Linked DNA regions of Mus musculus: region 1 is linked to region 2. A link is a contact called in public HiChIP or PLAC-seq data. All regions are on one chromosome and are shown on one strand. The core of a region is the stretch at or near the end of the contact, and the rest is flanking DNA. Distances in the headings are between cores, read along the strand shown.

Evidence for each region. HiChIP or PLAC-seq counts read pairs in DNA pulled down with a chosen protein or histone mark.
Region 1: a FOXA1 HiChIP or PLAC-seq map of pancreatic cancer cells shows a contact between it and region 2. The contact joins the enhancer-like site here to the promoter of Adrb1 in region 2. A contact is called at or near these places in 3 of 39 promoter capture datasets (the C10 cell line and liver), 1 of 484 Hi-C or Micro-C datasets (nephron progenitors), 6 of 115 datasets of contacts at active chromatin or transcription factors (SST interneurons, VIP interneurons, embryonic midbrain and 3 more) and 2 of 9 other capture datasets (adipose tissue and liver).

The regions. Positions count from the first base shown.
Region 1 is chr19:56,486,169-56,488,868 of GRCm38.p6, reverse strand. It overlaps Plekhs1 (pleckstrin homology domain containing, family S member 1), which reads right to left. Exons shown (of 13, transcript NM_001164263.1): 13 at 2,140-2,700. Among named protein-coding and RNA genes, the nearest start is that of Plekhs1, 26 kb to the right of the region's middle. Within about 2 kb of position 1,313, at least 24 of the 459 cell types and tissues checked have an H3K27ac peak or open chromatin away from gene starts, as enhancers often do. A contact at or near this core is called in pancreatic cancer cells, where this site is marked.
Region 2 is chr19:56,720,865-56,723,564 of GRCm38.p6, reverse strand. Adrb1 (adrenergic receptor, beta 1) reads right to left here and starts at 1,448. Exons shown (of 1, transcript NM_007419.3): 1 at 1-1,448. The coding sequence starts at 1,193.

The sequences.
Region 1 (2,700 bases), core at 64-2,563, 230 kb after region 2:
GTACTTGGCCCTGCACACACTCTCTCTGTGCTTACATGTACTTGGCCCTGCACACTCTCTCTCTATGATTACATGTACTTGGCTCTGCACTCTCTCTCTGTGATTACATGTACTTGGCCCTGCACTCTCTCTCTGTGATTACATGTACTTGGCCCTGCACACACTCTCTCTGTGCTTACATGTACTTGGCCCTGCACATTCACTCTCTCTCTTGCTAGATGTTCTGTGGGATTCATTTTGATTGGTTTGCGTCCTCAGCCGGGAGAACCAAATGGAAAGCTTCAGATACCCTGAGGGGTGTTCTGGAGACCCAAGGCACCTCGTAGGATGTGGAGAAGTGGTACTCCAACATCCCACTGAAAGGCCGTGAAGTGGGAAAGGTATGGGTTGAGGAACTGTGGGTCCAGCACGGAGCTTGGATGAGGAGTTACATTACAGTAAGTCTTTCCATATTTCTGAGCTCTGGCTTCTTCCGCAACCAGATTAAAGAGCCACATCCAACTCCTCAGGCTTGTTCTAGTTTCCTTTCTGTTTCTCTGATAAAACACTTTGACCAACAGCTATTTAGGGGAGCAAATGGTTTACTTTAGCATGAGATCACAGTCCATCATTGATGAAAGTCTGGGCAGAAAGTTAAAGCAGAAACCATGGAAGAACTGCTGCTTGCTGGCTCACTCACAAGCTCATATTTTCTTACACAGTCCAGGATCACCTGCCTAGGGGATGGTGCTGCCCACAGTAGGCAGGGACTCCCACACCAATGAACAATTAAGATAATCCCTAAGGACATACCTACAAACCAGTCTAGTCCCTTGAGACTCTGTTCTCAAGTGACTCTAACCTATGTCAAGTTGACAGTTAAAGCTAACTAGGAAAAGGCCAAAGATGAAACAGCCAAGCATGACTCCAAGCCATTCTAATTTTCTCCTTGCTGTTTAAGTAGAGAGGGCCATCTTTCCTAGGGACAACTGAACCAGGCTCTTTGCAGCATCAGCCATGGTCATCCACTTGGAATGGGGTCAATACGGACATCAGTGAAAAAAGGTTACAGATGGAGTTTTGACTGTGCATCTGTCCATGGGTAGCAGAAGGAATGGGAATGGTGCAGTTCACTTTGATGAAATTGTATAACACAAGACACAACCTTTGCCAAGACTGGCCTGATGGCTTTTCCAGCCACCTCTCAGTAGGCTCTTGGGTTGTACTCTTATCTCAATGACAGATAAAGACAAACATCTCCATTCCTAGGTCTGGAGTTGTCCTGCTGTAACCACAGCAAAGAACTGCCATTGAGCCACAGGGTGTGTAGCTGCTTCCAGCTCTAGGAAAGGCGTGGCACAGAGGAAGTGAGATCAGACAGACTCTGAGGAACAGCACAGAGAATGGTGAAATGGTGGGCTTCTCCTGTCCATCTCAGTCACCAGCAACACATACCTAAGCCCAGTCAAGAAGGTTCCGTCCTCCAGGAGAGGTTGTGTTGCTCTCCACAGAGGAGGAAGCAAGGGGAGAAACAGAGCTGTTTTCCTCAGGCCCCGCTCTCTGTTGGAGGTGGGTGGAGCGATGATCATTTGCTTCCTTCAGCATTGCTGAAAACTAACTTGGTCCTCTTCAAGGAGCACAAGTTCTCCACTGAGCCCCTGGGATGATTCGACCAAGGAACTGTGTTCCTTGGTCAAATCCCTCAGGAGTGCATTAGGATACAGATTCCAGACGCCTACACCAGAGCTGCCATATTGGAATTTTGGGTTGGAAGTTTGCCCAGCAATTTTGTTTTGATAAGCAGACATTTTGAATAGGAGAAGCACCCAGAGCGTGGTCCTGACATCAAGACCTCCCCCTTCTCATTCTGTGGCAGGAGGGAGGGTCTCGGCTTGAGGGAGGGTGGCAGGCTGATCACGTGCTGGGAAGGACCTACAGTCATGTTTATCTGTCTCAACGATGCTGTGAGTGGGTGGATAGTCAACTCTAGGTCCTTAGATTCCTCCTTGCCTCCCTGAAGGCACATAGAGAGCAGGGGATACGTGGATTTCAGAGTCCATGAATCCACGTCCACAGCTGGATTCCAGCAGTTTTGCCTTGATGGTTATTTATTTATTAATTTCCTCACCAAAGTGGCTTGATTTCTTATTTATGAGATTTGAAACAGTTGTACATGGCACTTTATTTATTTCCATGGTTTATGTACACATGCACATTTCACACTGGCAATAATCTAGATAACAGAACACGTACTGAATGTCTCCTCTGCGAGCCAAAGGTCTTTACTAAGCTAAACCCACACACAAGGCAAAGGCCAGGGAAATGTTCTTTCTAAAGCTGATACCAGATTTGTGGTTCTGTTCCCCGAACCGCTCAGAACTCAAGAGTCATGAAGATCGAGTATCACTATCTTCCAAAGCCTTCATTTCTTCCCCCTGAAAGGACAGCCTGCTAAGATGCATTTTCTAAATCCCCCTTCGCACCAACAGTCCCCAAGCTGATTAGTGTTCAGCTCACTGCCTCTCTCTCATTCCTGATTACTGAAAGGCCTTTGATTCTTTTGGCTTTGCAGAATTGATTTGGCAATAAACCAATCAATTAAGAGTGTCCAAACATAGTTTCCTATTTATTTTTAGAGCAAGCACATCTTGGCTGGATACAGCTCCAAACTTCCTCAGCTTCCCACTCCTGGGTTGCTGAGCCACAGGAAGTGTCTGGGAG
Region 2 (2,700 bases), core at 199-2,698:
GGCCGGTCCCCGTGGGCTGCGCGGCGTCTGCAGGCGGCCCGGCGCGCGCAGCAGAGCAGGCGCTGGAAAGCCTTGCGGAAGTCGGGGCTGCGGCAGTAGATGATGGGGTTGAAGGCCGAGTTGGCGTAGCCCAGCCAGTTGAAGAAGACGAAGAGGCGATCCGGCACCAGGTCGCGGTGGAAAGCCTTCACCACGTTGGCCAGGAAGAAGGGCAGCCAGCAGAGCGTGAACACACCCATGATGATGCCCAGTGTCTTGAGCGCCTTCTGCTCGCGCAGAGCCACGAGGCGCGACGGCCGCCGCTTGCTGGAGCGCCCGTTGGCCAGCGAGTCTGCGGGGCGCGGTGGCCCAGGTGACGGCGAGGGCTCAGGCGAGGGCGGCCGGGCTGGGCCGCCGAGGAAGCGGCGCTCGCAGCTGTCGATCTTCTTTACCTGTTTTTGGGCCTCGCGGAACACCCGCAGGTACACGAAGGCCATGATGCACAGGGGCACGTAGAAGGAGACGACGGACGAGGCGATGGCGTAGGCCCTGTTGGTGACGAAATCGCAGCACTTGGGGTCGTTGTAGCAGCGGCGCGCTTCGTCGCTCTCGGCCCGCCACCAGTGCATGAGGATGGGCAGGAAGGACACCAACGCCGAGATGGCCCACACTGTGCACACGAGGGCCCGCGCTCGCGCGCGCGTCAGCAAACTCTGGTAGCGAAAGGGCGACGTGATGGCGAGGTAGCGGTCCAGGGCGATGACACACAGGGTCTCAATGCTGGCCGTCACACACAGCACATCTACCGAAGTCCAGAGCTCGCAGAAGAAGGAGCCGTACTCCCAGCGGCCCCACACCACGATGGTGGCCCCGAAAGGCACCACCAGCAATCCCATGACCAGATCAGCGCTGGCCAGGGACATGATGAAGAGGTTGGTGAGCGTCTGCAGCCGCGGGGTCTTGGCGATGGCCACGATCACCAGCACGTTACCCACCACGATGAGCAGAACGATGAGCGCCAGCAGTAGGCCCATACCCGCGGTCCACTGCTGCGACAGCGGCGCTGAGCCCTCGCTGGCTGGAGGCAGCAGCGAGGCGGGAGGCGACGCGAGCACCAGCAGCCGCGCCGCGGTGGCCGCACCGTCGGGCAGCGGCGCGGCGGACGACAGGTTGCAGGGTTCGGAGGCGCCCAGGGCGAGCGCCCCCGCGCCCATGCCGAGCTGCGGAGGCCGGGGGCGGGGGGTGTGGCGGGGCTGGGCCGCGCCTGGGGAGCACCCCAGGAGCCGGGGCTGCGGGGCCCGCGCGGGGAGGTCGCGGCCAGGTCAGGGCAGCCGCGGCTCGGGGCCGGAGGCATGGACGCCGGGCGCCTTCTCCTCCGTAGCCGAGCGCTGTCTCCGCCGCCGCCGCCGCCGCTGCTGCTGGAGCCGCTGTCGCTGCTGGAAGAGCCGCCGGGACCTCAGCATGTTTCTGAGCGCGCGGGGCCGGCGGCTCCAACACCCAGCACCTCCCCCCCCCCCTTCGCTGCCACCCCCCCAGCCAGCCCCCGGGGCCGCGCGTCAGGCTCCCGCAGCCAATCGCCGCCAAGGCACGCCCCCGACAATGGTGCCCCCACCCCCAACACCCAGCACCCCCTCCTACCCGCGATTGAAAGGCTCCAAAGATTGCGGGCGGACTACGCAGCCAGCACCCACGGGCTGCAGCGAGCGCGCCCTTTCCTGCTCAGGCTTCTTCCAGAGTCTAGTCTGCGGCGCCCCCTGCGGCGCCCCGCCGCCTCCTGTGCCCCCCGCCAACCAGTAGTCTCCGTTAACCTTAGCACCCAGCTCTCCTTTTGCCGCTCCCGCAAGAGCGCCCTTATTTCCCTTCGGCACCCCGTAGTTCCCTCGCCTCTAGTGCCCGGTTCCTGGTAGCTATAAGAGAACCTTACAGGCGTCTCGGAGACGCAGGAGTGCCTTGGACAGCCTATCTGCTGGGATTGGAGGAATTTAGCTGTGAGACTGGGGTTCTGCCATCAGGCAGCCTGGCTCTTCCCTGATCGCGAGGGGACCTGGCCAGCATGACAGCTTGGGGGAATAGGAAGTGGGTGTTAGTGATTAGAGGAAACTTTGCAGCCAGGCGGGTTGCTGGAGCAGGGTACGCATCTGTCAGAAAGGCTCTCTGGGCGCTGTTCTCGCGCGGAGCTGTGCTCTCTCCTTCAAGTGCAGTAGATGGGGAAAGGAAGGGAAGGTTTGTGGATGTAACTGCCAACACCGAGGACCAGTCGGATACACACACAGGCCCCAGTCCCAGCTAAAGAAAAGGATGAAAGAGTTCTGAATATAAAGGAGAAGTTTAGGGCAACATTCAGTCCAGGGTAAATGACGTCGCCCCACCCCCACGCCCCTCGTGGAAAGAACACGGAGAATGACGCTTCAGACTTTTTGACTCCAGTACCAACACCTTAACATCCGCATCTGTGCTCCGTTACCCATGGGATTTTGCAATCTGAGCTGAGCCAACACAAGGTGCTATCCCTTTTGGGTTGACGTCATGAACTGGGATTTCAGATTTCTTGGGAGGGTGGCTAGATTCTCAAAACTGTGGGATTAGCTTTGGGAAGATGAGGGAAGAAAATATATACATACTCAAGGCGATTAAATCTGAAAGCATTTAAAGTCATACCACATTTCCTCGCTTCACATTGTCGAGAGAATCCGAAACTAGAGTCTTTGGCTTCATTCCTGA